Linked DNA regions of Ovis aries: region 2 is linked to region 1. A link is a contact called in public Hi-C data. All regions are on one chromosome and are shown on one strand. The core of a region is the stretch at or near the end of the contact, and the rest is flanking DNA. Distances in the headings are between cores, read along the strand shown.

Evidence for each region. Hi-C and Micro-C count contacts between places; a contact is called where the count stands out from the background.
Region 2: a Hi-C map of muscle shows a contact between it and region 1, with 14 times the contacts expected there. The contact joins two enhancer-like sites. A contact is called at or near these places in 13 of 16 Hi-C or Micro-C datasets (blood, hypothalamus, liver and 7 more).

What each region holds. Positions count from the first base shown.
Region 1 is chr21:22,736,206-22,739,825 of ARS-UI_Ramb_v3.0, forward strand. All of the region lies in intron 2 of NAV2 (neuron navigator 2), which reads right to left. Among named protein-coding and RNA genes, the nearest start is that of NAV2, 410 kb to the right of the region's middle. Within about 2 kb of position 1,861, at least 8 of the 54 cell types and tissues checked have an H3K27ac peak or open chromatin away from gene starts, as enhancers often do.
Region 2 is chr21:22,903,957-22,907,937 of ARS-UI_Ramb_v3.0, forward strand. All of the region lies in intron 2 of NAV2 (neuron navigator 2), which reads right to left. Among named protein-coding and RNA genes, the nearest start is that of NAV2, 240 kb to the right of the region's middle. Within about 2 kb of position 2,210, at least 9 of the 54 cell types and tissues checked have an H3K27ac peak or open chromatin away from gene starts, as enhancers often do.

The DNA of each region.
Region 1 (3,620 bases), core at 611-3,110:
ATTCCCTGGACATAGGTTTTAGACAAGTCATTTCTCTTCTTTCTGTGTCAATGTCTCTATTTCTTCATCTGTAAAATGGGCATAATATTTTAGGATGACCATGTTGGTGAAAACACTCTGGGAACTGCAAATTTCCACTGTTCTTAGTGTTTGCACAAAAGTACCCTGGTGCTTTATGTGATGGTCAGCTGTATTCAGATGGCCTGAGTTTCATACCTTTCCAGTGTCAAAAGCCAGGGTCAGGGAGAAGGACAACAAGAGCGAAGCAGGTGTGTGGAGGACTCACTTGGGGGCTCTTCCAGGGCCAACTTACCCAGCAGGCATCGTGCTTAGGACCACGGAAGTATATATATATATATATATATATATATATATATATATATATTTTGCAATCAGAAGAAAAAAATGCATACAATCTTGCCTGGATTATACTTGTTTTATACCAGTGAGGTCCTAAAGTCCACTTTTTTAATATCTCTTTTTGATGGAGGAAGGGTCCACAAAGGCAAGAGTGCTGAGAGCCCCTTCGAGTCATAACACAGCCCCAACCAAGCTGCTAACAAATGCAAATGGGCTTCCCGTCTTACCTTTTCCAGAGCCCAGACTTGTTCCTCTGGGCCTGATGTCTGTTCCTAGACCTCGAAATCTTCCAGAGACAATGCCCAGGTCAAGGAATGAGTGGGAATTCCTGACACCATGGCTGGACAGAAGGGGAGAGTCCTGAGTGGGGGCAGGGAGGAGAGTTCTTGGCTGCCTCTGGAATCATGTCTTCTAAGCTGCTGTCCAGCCTGATCCCTGGACTCATTCTCCAGGTGGAGATACTCTCTCCTCCCACTATTGGTGGGAGTATAACCTGGCACAAACTTTCCGGAGAGCCATCTGGCAATACAAATTTAGCAAGAATCTAAACAGTATGTACTCTGACCCAGCAATCCTGCTTTCGGAATCCATCTTACAGTTCTTCCTGTGCAACCGTGCAAAAATAAAGGTATAATGAGCACACTGTTTAAGATGGTTTGTTGTTTTTTAAAAAGAACAAGCCGAAATGTTCACCAGGAGGGCCATAGCCAATCAACTGTGTAGCATCAATAGCCATTGGATAGCCTGCAATAAAGCAGTAAGAGAGAGCATTTGATCTCTGTGTCAAGAGAGGGTAAGGGGAGAAAGAGCTCTGGAGCGGGGTGTGTATACGGGGAGACTCCAACTGGGGGAAGACACGCAAGTTCAGAAGCACCGACCTCTCTTTGCTGCTGCAACCTCATAACCACTACCTCTCCCACTTACAGAACCCTCTGCAGTTTATAAAGCCTTTCTTCGGAGCCTCATGGTTTTGTGAGCAGATGAAGGGAAGGGTTTTCACTACATCTTAGATAAGACACAGACTCACAGAAGTTCAGTCATGGGTCTGAAATCCCAATGAGGGGAGTGGAATTTGAACCAGGCCACAGGACTCCTCTCAGTGTGCTGTTTCTCCTAACCTTCTCCTGTTTTCCCTCTCTGGGTCTCAGTTTTGCCCCCAGTACTATGAGCACGCTGAAGCGGACCTTCACTCCCTAGAATGCTAGGAGCTCTGTTCCCTGGTGGCTCAGAGGTTAAAAGCATCTGCCTGCAATGCGGGAGACCTGGGTTCAATCCCTGGGTTGTGAAGATCTCCTGGAGAAGGAAATGGCAATCCACTCCAGTATTCTTGCCTGGAGAACCCCATGGACGGAGGAGCCTGGTGGGTTACAGTCCACGGGGTCGCAAAGAGTCGGACACTACTAAGCGACTTTGCTTTGCTTGCTGTTGCCTATATGGTATTGTTGGTCTCAACACCTGCATTAACGCAAACTACCACCAGATGGCAATAGCAGCCACGGCTTCCCACGCCCTGGTGGGGAACTAGGGCTCTTGGGCTGCCCGTGGGGAAACTGGTCTGGATCAGGGCAGGGGTGTGGCCTGCCCGTGGTGAATTTGTCTGGATCAGGGCACTGGTGCCTCTTGATTCTCTGCTGTCTGGACACCAGGACTGAAGTATCATTACTCCCACTATCTAGAGACAGGCAGGACTGACACCAGGCCAGGCCCCAGTGGAGGAGAACCAGCTCCGGAAACCTTCCTGGCACCCGTGCCCCAGGATACAGGCATTGGGCAGAACAAGAACGCATCCGCTGTTAGCCGCCAGGTCCCACCTGGAGCATCCCAGGTGGAGGGCAGCACAGAGTCTGTGAGTCCACGCTGCAAAGCACACACACACCCTTGCCAGTCCTGGACCTAGGCGGTGACCACATGTGAAATTAATTCTGTCTTCAAAGCAGCTGTTTATTGGGTACCAACTATGGGCCAGACCCTGTGTTAAATGCCTTGTACTTACCTCCTTCAATTCTCACGACAGGCCGGGAGGGCAGGAGCTATTATCACCTATGTTTTACGGATGAGGGAAATGAGGCTAGAGGAGGTAAAGTAACTTGCCTAGAATCACCAGAGGCAGGCAGTGGTAATCCAGAGTCTGCCCTAAGCCCATGTAACTCCCCAGCTCATGTTCTTCCAAAAGGGTTTGGCTGGACTGGAGTATAAGGGCCTTGGGAGGGCTAAGTAGAAGCCAAACTGTTAGGGGAGGCTGAGGCCATTCAGATTCCCTGGGAGCTCAGCTGGTGAAGGATCCACCTGCAACGCAGCAGACTCCGGTTCGATTCCTGGGTTGGGAAGATCCGCTGGAGGAGGGATAGGCCGCCCTCTCCAGCATGCTTAGGCTTCCCTGGTGGCTCAGATGGTAAAGAATCCGCCTGCCATGCGGGAGAAGTGGTCTCAATCCCTCAGTTGGGAAGATCCCCTGGAGAAAGGAATGGCTACCCACTCCAGTATTTTTGCCAGGAAGATCCCATGGACCCAGGAACTTGGTGGGCTAAAGTTCAAGGGGTCTGAAGCCATTCTGGAAAGGGTCCTGACTCCAGTCTTTGAAAATGGCGCTATTGTGGATCCAAATCACTGTCTTCGCCTCTTGCCAACGTGTCACATCCCTGCTGGCTGCTACTGGGAACAGCAAGGGACAAAGGTCAGGGGTGTCGGCTCTGAAGTCAGACACCTGGGTTTCCTAGGTAGATGACCTTGAAGGTGACCCTGAGCTCTTTGCATCAGTTTCCTGCTCTGCAAACATGATTCCAATGACAGAAACAGTATCTCCCTCACAGGCTTATTGTGAGCATCAGAGAAGCTGATATAATGTGCTTTTAACCTGTCCTGGATATACAGTAGGTACTCAATAAATGTTTATTAACATCACTGACTGAGCTACCAAAGCAAAGATTGCCGTGGTTCAGTTCTCCTGGCATGACCTTCTTTCTTCTGCATCTTTCGAACATCAGTATGTCTCTTTCCCTGAGTCTCCTGTGTTTTCCGATCTCCACGCCTCTGCTCGTGATGTTCCCTGGACATGGATCACCATGTACCATATTTCTTTTGAGAAAATACCCTCCAATTGTCAAGAGCCACCAACAATTAGTACAGTTTGCTTTAATGAATTTGTAAATAAGTTTTATTGTTCCTCAATGCTTGTGGGCAGTCATCCCGCCCAGCACTTCCCGCAGCACTTTGTTCATAGCGGGGTGTCCCCAAAGGGCACAGCACAAATGCCCCCACCA
Region 2 (3,981 bases), core at 960-3,459, 170 kb after region 1:
AATATTTACTTTGCAGGGATAAATATTACAGAAACAACCTTCCGTTGTCCAGTCTCTGGTCTGATGTGGAGTTCCCTCGCCAGGACGGTGTTCTCACTGCCTGGAGCAATGACAGTAGCAGAAAGTGTGGACCCCAAATAAAACAAATAAAGGCACCTCTGTGATACCTGTGAAATTTGCTCTCGGAGATGAGTGTGAAAATGCATGGATCTGAGCTGGACCTACCTGGGTTTGCTCCCAGAACCTTTCTGTGCTACTTGGGTGACCAGGGACCCAGTTACCTTGCTTCTCTTCCTTGACTAGATGGAGTTTATATCTTCACAATGTGACTGTACAGATGGTAGGAACCCAGGATAATGCCTGGGTGCTCAGTGTGTGTAGATTCTTTCTCCTGCTCTTCTTCCTGTCCGCCACATGAACTTCCTATAAGACCAGCAGCTCAGAAATACCTCAACCCCAGGCAATATCCAGACTTGGCCATTTGCCACAAGTTGCCTGGGCTCCCTGTCGTCCAGGCCCAGAAGTGGCTGCCCTAGTGATAGGAAGAATCTCATGACTGAGCCAAATGGTGTTCACTGAATCAAGTTTGCAGATAAACCTGAGGCTTCTGGCAGAATTCAGCCATGGTGCCCTCTTGATTCAGAGGGATCTTTGCAGGACCAGGGTCCATTCTCCTTCCTGTAACAACTGTAAATGAAAACGACCACCGTGGTGAGCCCTTAGATGGGGATGCAGCCTGGTGTCCACATATTTCTGGAAGCAGCATTCATGGACCACCCACCCCAGAATTCACTGTGATCTGGAGCAAGCCCAGCGCTTCCAAAGAGGAAACTTGAAGCCCCAAGTTCTTTTCCTCCAGCTGCCGTTAGACATCTGGCCACAGCTGGCATTTTGCTGGTGGATAAGAGAGTCAGCCGGGAGGAAGAAGGAAACATCTTCACGTTGGTGTCATGTACATTGCACTACAGCACCTCTGAAAAGCACATCTCATAAAGTCTGCACAAAGGCATGCGTGTTTGCACACAGACGTGGTTTATTTTAATGACGTGGTTTATTTTAATGGTGGTGTCAAAGCAGCGAGTGGACTGAGGCAGTCATTTTACCGGCATTAATTTCTGTGATAAAATGGAGGGTTGTCAGTTTCTCACTACAGTGAAAATAAATCAAATGTGAGCCCTTGCCAGATAGCTGTGAAGGCAATGTGCAGGGGACTGGGCTCCTCCAGCAAAGAGATATTCTGACTCCTGTGCTTCTAGGAGGAATTCAGCAAGGAATTGGTATTTTCAAGACTAGGAATTTCAAGCAAATCTAAAACTGGAAATATGATTAACCCACTATGTAGTCCTTACCAAAGTACTCTGGGATTAAGAGAGAAGAGAGAACTTTGGGGACAAACGGGAATTTTAATAATTTGAAAGACTGGGAAAATAGGAGAGTAGTCCACAGGTTTTGAGGGGAAGGAGTGGGCTTTAGGGTCAGACACTGAGATTTCTAGATGTGATTGCTGTAGGACTGAGCATATGTGATACCACGGCCATCAAACCTGGCAATGTTCTAGGCCCTCAGTGGGTGGCTGGTGGCGCTGTTCTCTTTGCTCACTAGCTGTGTGACTCTAGGGAAGTCACCTGACCTCTCTGAGCCTCAATTTCACCTCAGTAGAAAGCTCGAGAGCTACAGAGAAGCACAGAGCAGGTGCTCGAGCAGTGGCGGTGGGCTTCCTCAGCCCTCAGCTCACAGAGGATGGCGGCCAGGGAACGGACTCTTAGGCCAGGAGCGGAGGGCAGGTCCGAGCACCTCACCCCGACTCCGAGGGGAGGAAAGCTGGCCGAGGGAGCCTCCTCACACAGCTCTGCTCCTTCAGATGGAAAAGGCGCAGGAGGCTCAGGTCCCGCCGGCCCAGTCTCCTCAGAAAGGCACCACAGGCGGCCTTCTGCTGAGGGCCTGCCAGGGCCAGGCTGGGTGGCGGAAATAAAACCAACGGCTAACGAGGCACCTTCTGAGGCCTCGGGCATCAAGCCAGCTCAGGCCCTCGGTTTTCCAGCAACAAGAGGAAAAGCAGCACCCTGGCTTGTGGACATCCCCAGACAGTCCTCTCCACAGTAGAAGGAAGATTCGAGAACAAACGCTGATCCCAAGCCCCAGCCGGTTCCCAGTAGAGAGCTCCCCCCACCCTCGAGGAGCCCCGCGGACTGTGCTCTGAAATGTGTGCATGGCTCCCTCTGCAGGTGGCCGCTGTCCCTGCACCCGCCGGGACCCGGCTCAGTGGGTGGGCCCGCCTTTCTGCAGCAGCACAACCCCCTTGGGCTTCCCTGGTGGTTCAGAGGGTAAAGCTTCTGCCTTCAATGCGGGACGCCAGGGTTCGATCCCTGGGTCGGGAAGATCCCCTGGAGAAGGAAATGGCAACCTACTCCAGTACTCTCGTCTGGAGAATCCCATGGATGGAGGAGCCTGGTGGGCTACAGGTTATGGGGTTGCAAAGAGTTGGACACGACTGAGCGACTTCACTTTCTTTCTTTACACACCCCTGGGAGGGCGGCGGGGCAGGTCAGAGCCTGGACCTCTCAGGGCTCTCCGGACCCCGAGAGCCCCCATATGGCCTCCAATGTTGCTGTTGTTAGTCACTCAGTCGTGTTTGACTCCTTGCGACCCATGGACTATAGCCCGCCAGGCTCCTCTTGGATTCTCCAGGCAAGAATACTGGAGTGCGTTGCCATTCCCTTCTCCAGATCTTCCTGAACTAGGGATCGAACCCAGTCTCCTGCACTGCAGGCAGATTATTTACCATCTGAGCCACCAGGGAAGCCTAGAGGAGGGGGCTAATGGTTTGATTAGAACGGGTTGGACAGAGCCGGAGGAGGGAACTAATAGGGCTGAACTTGGGATGGAAGAGGGTCCGGCGGGATCCAGGCCTGGCTGGGAAGGGGCGGGGAGTCCCGCCGCCGTGAAGGAGGAGCCCGCAGGCCTCAGGGTTCTGACCGCCGGCCCCGCCCACAGTGTCTGTGGGTTCCCGCCAGGGGAAGTGGACCGCAACCCCAGTGTGTCATCTACTCCCCGAACTTCCCGGACGAGTACGGGCCAAGGGAACGGCTGAAAACCGATGCTGTCTCCAAAGAATGATATCAGAGTAGCTGCTAATATTCAGCAGATGTGAAGTGCTTTGGGGCCTTCCCAGGGGCTTCCCTGGTGGCTTAGACGGTAAAGAATCTGCTTGCAATGCAGGAGACTCAGGTTTGATCCCTGTGTTGGGAAGATCCCCTGTAGAAGGGAATGGCAACCACTCCAGTCTTCTTGCCTGGAGAATTCCGTGGACAGAGGAGCCCAGCGGGCTACAGTCCATGGGGATCCCCAAAAGTTGGACATGACTGAGCAACTGAGCGCGTGCACACACACACACAAGCAAGCACTTTACCTCTCTCTCAGTACCCCTGTGAGGGAGTTGTTATTATTATTATTACTATTATTATTATTATTGGTCTCCCCATGTTACAGATGAGAAATCCAATGCTCAGGCATGCTGAGGTCATATATTGGGTAACTGGCAGAGCTGGGGTTCCGACCCAGGGAAACCTGACTCCAAGGCCTGTGTTCCATTGTTGTGATGGTCCTCCAATGTCAGGGTGCATGCAAATTACCTAGAATGAATGTCAAAAGGCAGGTTCTAGGGCCCGGCTCCCATAGATCTGGATTCATCAGGCCTTGTGCAAGACCCAGGAATCTGCATTTTAACAACTGCAGTTGGTGAATTCTGAGTAGCTGCTCCATGGATCCTGCTTCAAGATACACTGCAGGACACTGGGCTGTGTCCCATCTACGGGCTCAAAAATCAACCAATGTGGTTGTTTTAATTTCTGGTTGTCACAGTCAGGAAATGATCTGTAAAGGCCCCTCAGTGTCAAAGAGGACAGTGACAAAATTCCACCATCAGTCTCTTTGTTATTTGTAAAATCTACCCAGACTGTGATGTACAGTCTACCCAGAGTC